Regions from separate parts of the Bombyx mori genome. Here region 2 is linked to region 1. A link is a contact called in public Hi-C data. All regions are on one chromosome and are shown on one strand. The core of a region is the stretch at or near the end of the contact, and the rest is flanking DNA. Distances in the headings are between cores, read along the strand shown. Region 1 overlaps LOC101743047 (bifunctional heparan sulfate N-deacetylase/N-sulfotransferase). Region 2 overlaps LOC101743047 (bifunctional heparan sulfate N-deacetylase/N-sulfotransferase).

Region 1 (4,722 bases), core at 853-3,352:
CAAGGTTTTTCGTCCTAAATAACAGAGTAGGCACAATCCGCGAAACGTAATTAATGAATGAACCCGGACTCTTAAATTAAACAGTTGTTTGGGAAGCACGCAACATGATAACAACGTTTTATGTAAATTGTTTTGTTCTAATCCGATAAAGAGTCGAAAGTCTCGCGCAGATTGGGTTTTTTTTAATTTTAATTTTAAATACTCTCTAACTTCTCGTCGCGTAAGCGATACGTAAGCTCTTTCTAAAAAGTTATCCGTTTGATTCAAGATAAATTGAATTAAACAAAAAACTTTACAAAAGGGTCGATAGAAAAAAACTCCTTTTAACTAGATTACAGTTTTTTTTTATTTCTAATAAGTATTACACAAACAATTTATGTGATTTTAAGTGGCATATAAAATGTAAATTAACCACCCTTTGTAAGAATTTAACGAAAAATAATATTGATTGATTTTTGGCTAGTCTGAGCAGATATTGTTGTTCTTTGAGACGCCTCCGACCACTCGAGGCTGTAGACCCCAGCGACTAATACGTAAACTAAAAAACTAAACACAACTAATACATTCTCAGTGCCCACCAGATAGATATTAAGCAGCAGTTATCATAACATTGCCACACTCACCTTGAGACATGAGGTCGAATTCTCAACTGTATTGTATACGCCCTACCAATACTAAAACCAACAACAAATTTTAAAATATTTCTGACATGTGTTGTCTCAAGGAGTACCGTCACTAACAACCTCTCTTTGATATCGAGATTGGCTCCTTTAACCACGGTCTGAAAGAAAATTTCTGTGCGGGAAAATTATTCTTCAATTTTGAAAATAATTGAAAACATTTCACCAATAAGATTAAACTCTACAAATGTAACAGTCGTATTATGGATAATAATTGTTTCAAAAGTATAATTACGATTGATTACGTTCTGTATTAAAAATCATTTTAATACAAATACATAGACTACGTTTGTTTTTTATATCTCGAAGTTAAAACTATCCCCCCAGCTTAATCTGTTAAATTTTTCATTTTATTATACATCTTATGTTTCAAATATACGACTTGAAAACTTTTGCATTGCTCTGAAGTAGCACTATTGTTGTGGCAATCTGATAGCTACCGCTACACAATTATAATTATCACTACAACCGCCGGCTGGTGGGACCTCTAGATATTGTTAAAACTTTCTGTATGATATCTATATATTAATACGTGAAGCAAAAACTTTGTATCCCTTTTTACGAAAATTGCGCGGACGGAGGAGTATGAAATTTTCCACACTTATAGAGAATATAGAGAAGAAGTGCACAATGTTAATATTTTTTTTAAATTATGCATAAAAGACATTAAATCAATAAAGAAAACATTACACACACTACATTTTGTATTTGACGCACACACGCATGCAAACTATTTATTGTCAAACTTTTTTTCTTGGCGTCTGTTGTTCAATTGAGAATAAATTAAATATTGTTTGCCTTTGTTAATATTTTTATAGTGTAGTCTTGGCGAAATTTGTGATTATAGAAGTATAAAATACAATCATAATAGTGTACAAACTTACAATTCTAATTAATTATAGTCGAATTTCGACTACTGCGGGACCTCTAGTATAAATAAATGTCCATAAAAATGAGACAGTGATAGGCTTAAAATGACACCTTAATCGTCGTTAAAAACTTAAATGTATTGGAAACATCGGAAATAATAAAGTCGAGATTAAACCGTAAAAGTTGTTTTAGTTACAGCGACAGCACGACGGAATCCGAAGAAAATACTAATATTCGTTCAGTGGATAACCTTTTTTTTTTTAAATGATTATTTTACAATGGTTTATTTCGTCAACAGTGCGTACTCCTGGTATCAGCACATACGCTCTCACGGCGACCCGATCGCGAATAATTACACATTCCACACAATCATCACGGCGAATGACTCCGCACCGAAACAACTCAGGGATTTGAGGTGAGTGATACCAAATAAGAGCTACATTAGACCTCAAACAGAAGAGAGCTGTTCGAATCTATGAAATATACATGGGTGTGTGTGTGTGTGTGTGTGTGTGTGTTCGCGCGAGTGTGCGTGTCCGCGTGTATGCGTGTATGTGCGTGTGTGAGTAAGTGTGTGTGTGTACCTGTGTGTGCAAACTGATTGGCTCTCTTTGTGTTTGTTACCGTGTCCACAATGTGTGTTTTGTTGTATAACGTTATCTTCTTTTATCATTGCATTGCGAAAATGACACAATCGCTGAAACGGAATTCATACTCGAAAAGCAACTCTAAAAAGAGACAAACATAAAATTTTGTCTCCCTTAGAATGAGATAGAATACTCCTGAAGGTTTCTGCCGCGATTGAACTGTAGATATTTAATTTTATTTATCACGTTTTCTAAATTCTAATTAAGTAATCGAGATCTAATGCAAACATGATTCAATGATATCAAAAAAAGTATAGGGATGATATCAGAAACGTCTTGTTTGGAAGATATTCCTAAGCATTTCTTAAGCGCAAATTAATCAATAATATAAAATTGCATTCGTTAATTTAATAAATCCACACTGATATAATAAACGTGCTAGTGTGTGTTTGGTTGTTTGTCAATTTTTTCACCTTGAAACGAAGCAACGGATTGACATAATTTTTTAAAATGATAATCACGATCGCGAGGTTGAAATACAGTACCTTTTATCCCGAAAAAAATCTCATAGCGGTAGGCAGCGCTTTGGCTGTGCCCCTGGCATTACTGACGTCCATTAGCGACGGTTACCACTCTCCATCAGGTGGGCCGTATTCTCGTCTGCATACAAGGGCTATAAAAATAATCGTTCTCAAGGGGAATACCACATTGAAAATTTCCTTGCCCGCGCGGACGCAGCCGCTGGTAACGCTTAGTAATCTATAATCACAATATATTTTAAGTTTGTCGGAGAACGCTCGACCGTATCACGGGTTATAAGTGCAAAAAAATCTCCACTTGAGCACGTAATAGGGTCGAGTTTCATAAGAAATTTCATAAGAAACGTATAAGCAGTTCGACACGCGTCCAAATATTCCATTATTCCGCGCTTCGACTTACCGTCGTACAAATAAACGTTACGTTAAATATTATTGGCTTTCTTTAACCCAACTCAAGATTCCAATAAACGGCGGACACGTTTTGCACGAGCACTCGATAATTTCGCTCGTTTTCCGGCCTCGTTACGTTACGTTACGTTTGCACGCAAATTTTATTAAAACATCTTCATATTGTACGTAATACGGGACGTGATCCTAAATTAAAATTTTATTTTATACGTCGTCGGCTGGTTGAGTGGCGCCGTGAATTTATTACATCAAATATTACGCACGTTGTTGTAGCCTTGTAGAGAGAGATCTGTCTCGTCGAGATTATCAGATTAGCGATGGCGATAAGTCTGCGTCATTTTTACTTTTATCATTGTTCCAAAGCTACATCTCACAAAAATTAAATTAGTTAAAATATTTCGTTTTAACGTAAAGTGCGAAGATTTGTAAATGTGATTATAATAAACTTAAATTCAACAGAAACTTTCTACACCGATCTCTGTTTTTTAGAAATAATATTAAATTATTAAAACATGAATAGAATTGTGTTTACATGGTACATTTCGTAATTGGAGGTTTTAGCTTTTTTAGTACACTACAGGGATGTACTTAACTCATGACCCACCAGGTGTTTAGTGTTAATGGCGCCAGAAACTTTAAGACAAAGTTTCAATTCTATTGTTTAACAACTATCCCACCCTTCCGACCGGAATGCATTACTGCTTCGCCTTAGAAATGGACGGGGTGGTGGTACCTCTCCGTACGCTGCTCACAAAACGTCCTACTAATAAATTTTCGCCATATATTTCGATTTTTTCAAACAAATTTTCAGATCAGAGTATATTGTCCCAATATGACATTTATTCCAATAAAATGACACGTAAAACCAATTTATTAAAGTTAAAGTAATTTTTATTATATTCAAAATATGAATTAATTCTAAATTTTATCGTTAATCTATATATTAAATACGTGAAGCAAAAACTTTGTACCGCTTTTTACGAAAATTTCGTGGACGGAAGAGTATGAAATTTCCCAGACTTCTAGAGAATATTTTTACTTATAGAGTAGAATACTTATAGAGATATATTTTTTTTAATTATGCATAAAAATATGTTAAATCAATAAAAAAACATTACACACACTACCATGTATTTGACGCACAGTCACGTATCTACTCTTTTGCTATTGTTTAAAGTCTATGGTTAAATTGAGAATAGATTAATAATGTTTGTATCTAATATTATTTGTCTATAGTATCGAAATCCGTGATTATAGAACAATGATGATTATAGAAATGTGACAATAGAACCGCAACAATATTCGAACTTATAATTTAAATTAATTATGGTCGAGATTCGACCATTGAGCGACCTTTAGTAATAATATAATAGAAACGACAGTTATGTATCGGTGACATATCATCTTTTCGCATTAAAAGTGTACAATTTCCAAAAATATTCGAAATTGAGTTAATATGCGGAATCATTTGGTATCACCAGTATTTTTCTCATAAATACTGTCAAAAGAGCGTAGTTTAGTTTTAGTTTTTTTTTTTTAGTTTTCATATGTTTTGACTACTATTAACAAAATTGATACATAATTTTATCTTACTTTAAAAGACAGATAATGTAACTGATAAAAAATAAAAAATAAATG
Region 2 (4,722 bases), core at 1,108-3,607, 89 kb before region 1:
GCGCTTCGTAAATTAATTCATTACATAAATTATAGAAATACTAGTAAGGAACTTCAGATTATTGTCGCCCATAAACATGGAAAGCTATTCACCACTACAATTACAATTATTGAATTAATATGGAATAGCAAATGTCATCATACATCTATTAACTATTATGATGACATTTGCTATTTGCAAGCTTATTTTGCAACTGAGATTAAATTCTCAGAAGAGGTCTTAGGCACAATTACGAATGAGGAAACTCGCTTTGTACACAGAAATAATATGATAAACCTTAAATAAACGTACAACAAAATGTAAAATTACACTATTTAGCTTCAAACTAATGTCGTTAACAAATGAAGTCGTCGTGGCCTAAAGGATAAGACGTCCGGTGCATTCGTGTTGAAGCGATACACCAGTGTTCGAATTCGAGGCGGGTAACAATTTTTCTAATGAAATACGTACTCAACAAATGCTCACGATTGACTTCCACGGTGAAGGAATAACATCGTGTAATAAAAATCAAACCCGCAATATTATAATTCGCGTAATTACTGGTGGTAGGATCTCTTGTGAGTCCGCGCGGGTGGGTACCTACCACCACCCTGACTATTTCTGCCGTGAAGCAGTAATGCGTTTCGGTTTGAAGAGTAGGGCAGCCGTTGTAACTATACTTGAGACCTTAGAACTTATATCTCAGGATGGGTGGCGCATTTAGGTTGAAGATGTCTATGGGCTCTAGTAACCACTAGGGCTGTGGGCTCGTCCACCCATATAAGCTATAAAAATAAGTCGCATAGAAATGGGTGTTAGTGTTATTTAGTAATAATTACTGTAATGCTAAGACCAACCTAACTATTTAATAATTTTTTTATTACGAATTAAGCATTTGTTTTAGATTCCTCAATTTATAGCTACTTTACAAAGATATTATGATTTTTTGTATTCTTGATTCATATCACGTTCTACGTACAAAGTAGTTACAATGTATGCACTATAGAATTTCGTGTTGTACCTATCGTTGATTAAATTAGACGTCGCTTTGGAGAAGAACGTATTGTCTCGAATGAACGTCATTAACAGGCGACCCTTTTCTCAAAGTCCACCTTCCGCTACCTTAATAAAATGAGTTAATGGCATTATCTGTTATATTTGTAAAAAAATCACTTTTGAGCACACGGAACTGTTAATTTTGTAAAAGACAAAACATACTTTTTAACTCTTATTTGGTCTGTTATCTTTATTGTTGTAGCAATATAGGCACACGTGGGCGCGTCTTGATGTGTAGTTTTCTTCGATACCCATGGCCGATGATAATGGTACGGACAGAACCGTGACGCGTTTCGGAATTTTGAAATGCTACCATTTGTTTTTTTCATTGCATAACTAGAGCCGAAATTAGTACAAAAAAAGAAATTAGTACTTGCATCTTCCAACACTGAGAGAAATAAACTGGTTACTTTAACAAATGTGATTGAAAACGTTTTTCTTGAGTTATCTCCGAATTCCAGATGTTCAATGCGGAAGACTTGAATAGATGACATAGACATTTACCCAGTTACCGAGCGTATTTTGTGGATTTTGTGAAACGTTTTTCAAAGGGCAGGAGATCAAAGCCATTGAAGCGAATAAATAAAAAGGAAATAGGCACTCATTTCATTGTGTTTGCTTGAGGCACTACATTTCACTGTTGCTTATGGTTTTCAATAGGTTTCAGTTCTCAGTTAGAATTATATCTGAAATCATGATCATGAACTAAATTGACTAACCGAAAACTCAGCAATTTATTAAAAAAAAAAAAATTCAAGGTTTTATACTTTTTTTACTTGTTGAGTACCTACGCATTTAGCGATTTTATCACCAACCCTGAAAAAGTACTACGTCTGTTGTACTTGTCAAGACAAACATAGCCTTGGTTAAGCTGTAAATGATTCGTATATTTATGTTAATAGTAATAACTATGATTAAAAGAATATACATTGCTTAACTATGTACGCATAGTTATCGTATCTGTGATAATGTATGTATATAATGTAACGATGGGAAAATTTAAGTTCAAACAAAACAGCGACTCAGATATTATCTCAACCGTAAATGTACATACAACACCTCAATGAACGCATTTAATGCCTATATGGCAGGTCATTTTTTTTTCAGATAATTAAAAAGTTGATGCTCCGTTTATTGCAGAGGTCACACGTTATCTAAAACAGCTGGTTGCGGCACGCGCTCCAACAATGTTCTGTTCTCGTCGTAGCTCGGTTGTAATATTGTTTGTTATTTAAAATATCGGGTGTGTTGGCGTTGTACAGATGCCTGTTTATTTCCCGGCCCAGTTGTGCAGTTATCCGTTGTGTATTATTGCGTTGATTAGATCAGAGCAGCTTTGTTCCGAGGAGAATGGCTGGCTAGCTTCACGGTGCTATCGCTCGGTGGCTCCAATCGACCCGTTCACGAGTCGAAGACCTGACGTTTTGATAGGTTGGTTAGTACTATCAGAATCTGATGTTTTCAATGATTATATATACATCATATACATATTTTAAAATAATCGATATTTTCAAAATTTCACTAACAAAAGTGATAATGTAACTTTAAAACTATTTATAAATTACTTAAGAAAGAATCATGGTTGAAAACTTTAATTTGTGAACATTTTGAAAATTATGTTTGCAAAGTCATAGAGATGTACATACGGCTTCTTTATTAATGCTAATAAAACCGGGTAAATACAAAAAAGGTTTGAAGATATAATACATCATAAAAAAAAAATGAAGCAAGAAACACGAGGTTATCAAAATTTCCTAAGATTTCCACAAAAAGCTTCTATATTGAGGGCACGACTGAAAAGGCGGTAACAATACGCTAATGGCTTGTGTTTGCGATGACTGTCCCTCCCAGTCAACAGGCTCTATTATCACGGTCGGTCCCGGTGCGCTGAATTGGCTAAATGTTTTGTGCCCCTGAAAAGATTTAAGATGACGGCGAAATTGTTGAGAAAATTGATCACTTCCACTCCAATAACTTCGCCTCGTTATTCGTAGCTTTCCGTTTTGTTTCCGAAATTGTACTTTTATAAATGGATCAAGGGATACTAAGATTTTTAGACTTTTCAAATTCATACTGAAACCATAAAATACAATTGCTGTAAAACATGCTCCTTAATGTTACATTTTTCAGTTAAATTAAATCGGGTCATTCAATAAAACCCCAAAACTTTTCTAATAAAATCCAAATGCAATCTGTAGTACTCGCGGCTAAAATGTGAGTTCTTTTATCTTATATTTTCAAACATCCACTTTACTGAAATGAGTTTTTACATCTATGTATTTGCTTTGATGTTGTTATTAAAATATCTTGAATATTTATTTGAGATAGTTACGTTTTAATCTAGTCTTCATTAATATTATATATAAGGATGTAAAAATTAATTACCTTGCGTTTTCAAAACTGCTGTTCAAGGGACTAGAATGGTAACATTTATGCTGTCTGTCGGGGTTTATTAGATTTAGACATTTCAAGCCTAGAGATTTAAATGATATGATACATTTATAAAGTTTAGCATATTATTATATTCATTGCGTGTATAGTTAGTACAAATTCGGTAGGTATGTGATGGATTACACATGATATCGTAGGGGCAATGTAAGCTATGTGTGTGCACACGTCATTGGGGTGTGTCGATCAATCACGGGCGCGGATGGTCGAACGACAGGCCATTAGGGTTGCCTCGTCTATCCATCCGGCGACTTCGAGGACTCAGGTGTTGGTCGATTCGTCCATCAGTAGGGCATCATCAGAAATGTTACCGAAACGGATGACGCTATTCTAAATATTGTGTATACCATTAAATAAATATAGTCAGGGATTTATGATTTTCATGGAACAAAATATTTTTAATCTAATGCTGAAAAAACTGAAACTTCCACAAGCCAGTTGAAGTTTCAGTGAATCCAGTGTTATGATGGAAATCAATTATATATGATTATATAGTTATAGCTAAGTTGTATTACGCAGTATGTATGTAGTCAATTAAGTATGTTTATTTTGTAAAGGGTGTGCGAGGTCACAGCGTATTTGCTGTTAAGAGGTTACCGGAGCACAACCTAAATGCCACCACTCACTTTGGGAGACGAATTCCTAGTCTCAGTTTTGTAGTGCAACGGATGCAACACCTTTCAAACTCAAACGCATTACTGCTCACGGCAGAAATAGGCATGGTGGTGGTACCCTACTCGTGCCTACCCATTGCTTCCCATTGCTCCGACCAGTGCGAGCTCACAAGACGCCCTACCAGCATTATTTATACTTCTATACTAATATTATAAAGAGGAAAGATTTGTTTATTTGTTTGTATTGAATAGGCTCCGAAACTAGTGAACCGATTTGAAAAATTCTTTCACTCTTTGGAAGTTACACTATTCCCGAGTAACATAGGCTAATGTTTTTTGAAAAAAATTAGGGATCCTTACTAAAACTCCAATAATGTAATCCAAGGTGTAAAAAAATTACCTAAAATATTCTTTATATCGTGTGCCCTGCGAAAACTATTGATGATAGAATAAAATAATGCACTACGACTTTGAAGAACACATTATTATTTACAAAAAGTGTCGCGATAGCATATGTCTAACTAAATAAGTGTTCTTTTATTTTAAAAAATAAACATCTAAATTCGTTGAAATTTTTGTTAAAGACTCGAGCGGGGCCGGAGCGGGCCGCTAGTTATTAATAAAA

The links. Hi-C and Micro-C count contacts between places; a contact is called where the count stands out from the background.
Region 2: a Hi-C map of whole pupa shows a contact between it and region 1, with 1.8 times the contacts expected there. The contact joins two enhancer-like sites. A contact is called at or near these places in 2 of 7 Hi-C or Micro-C datasets (both in whole pupa).

Annotation. Positions count from the first base shown.
Region 1 is chr22:5,915,686-5,920,407 of ASM3026992v2, reverse strand. LOC101743047 (bifunctional heparan sulfate N-deacetylase/N-sulfotransferase) reads left to right here. Exons shown (of 15, transcript XM_012695350.3): 13 at 1,849-1,965. Among protein-coding and RNA genes, the nearest start is that of LOC134201026, 47 kb to the right of the region's middle. Within about 2 kb of position 2,102, at least 5 of the 8 cell types and tissues checked have open chromatin away from gene starts, as enhancers often do.
Region 2 is chr22:6,004,961-6,009,682 of ASM3026992v2, reverse strand. The region is part of intron 1 of LOC101743047 (bifunctional heparan sulfate N-deacetylase/N-sulfotransferase); the gene reads left to right. Among protein-coding and RNA genes, the nearest start is that of LOC101743047, 7.5 kb to the left of the region's middle. Within about 2 kb of position 2,357, at least 6 of the 8 cell types and tissues checked have open chromatin away from gene starts, as enhancers often do.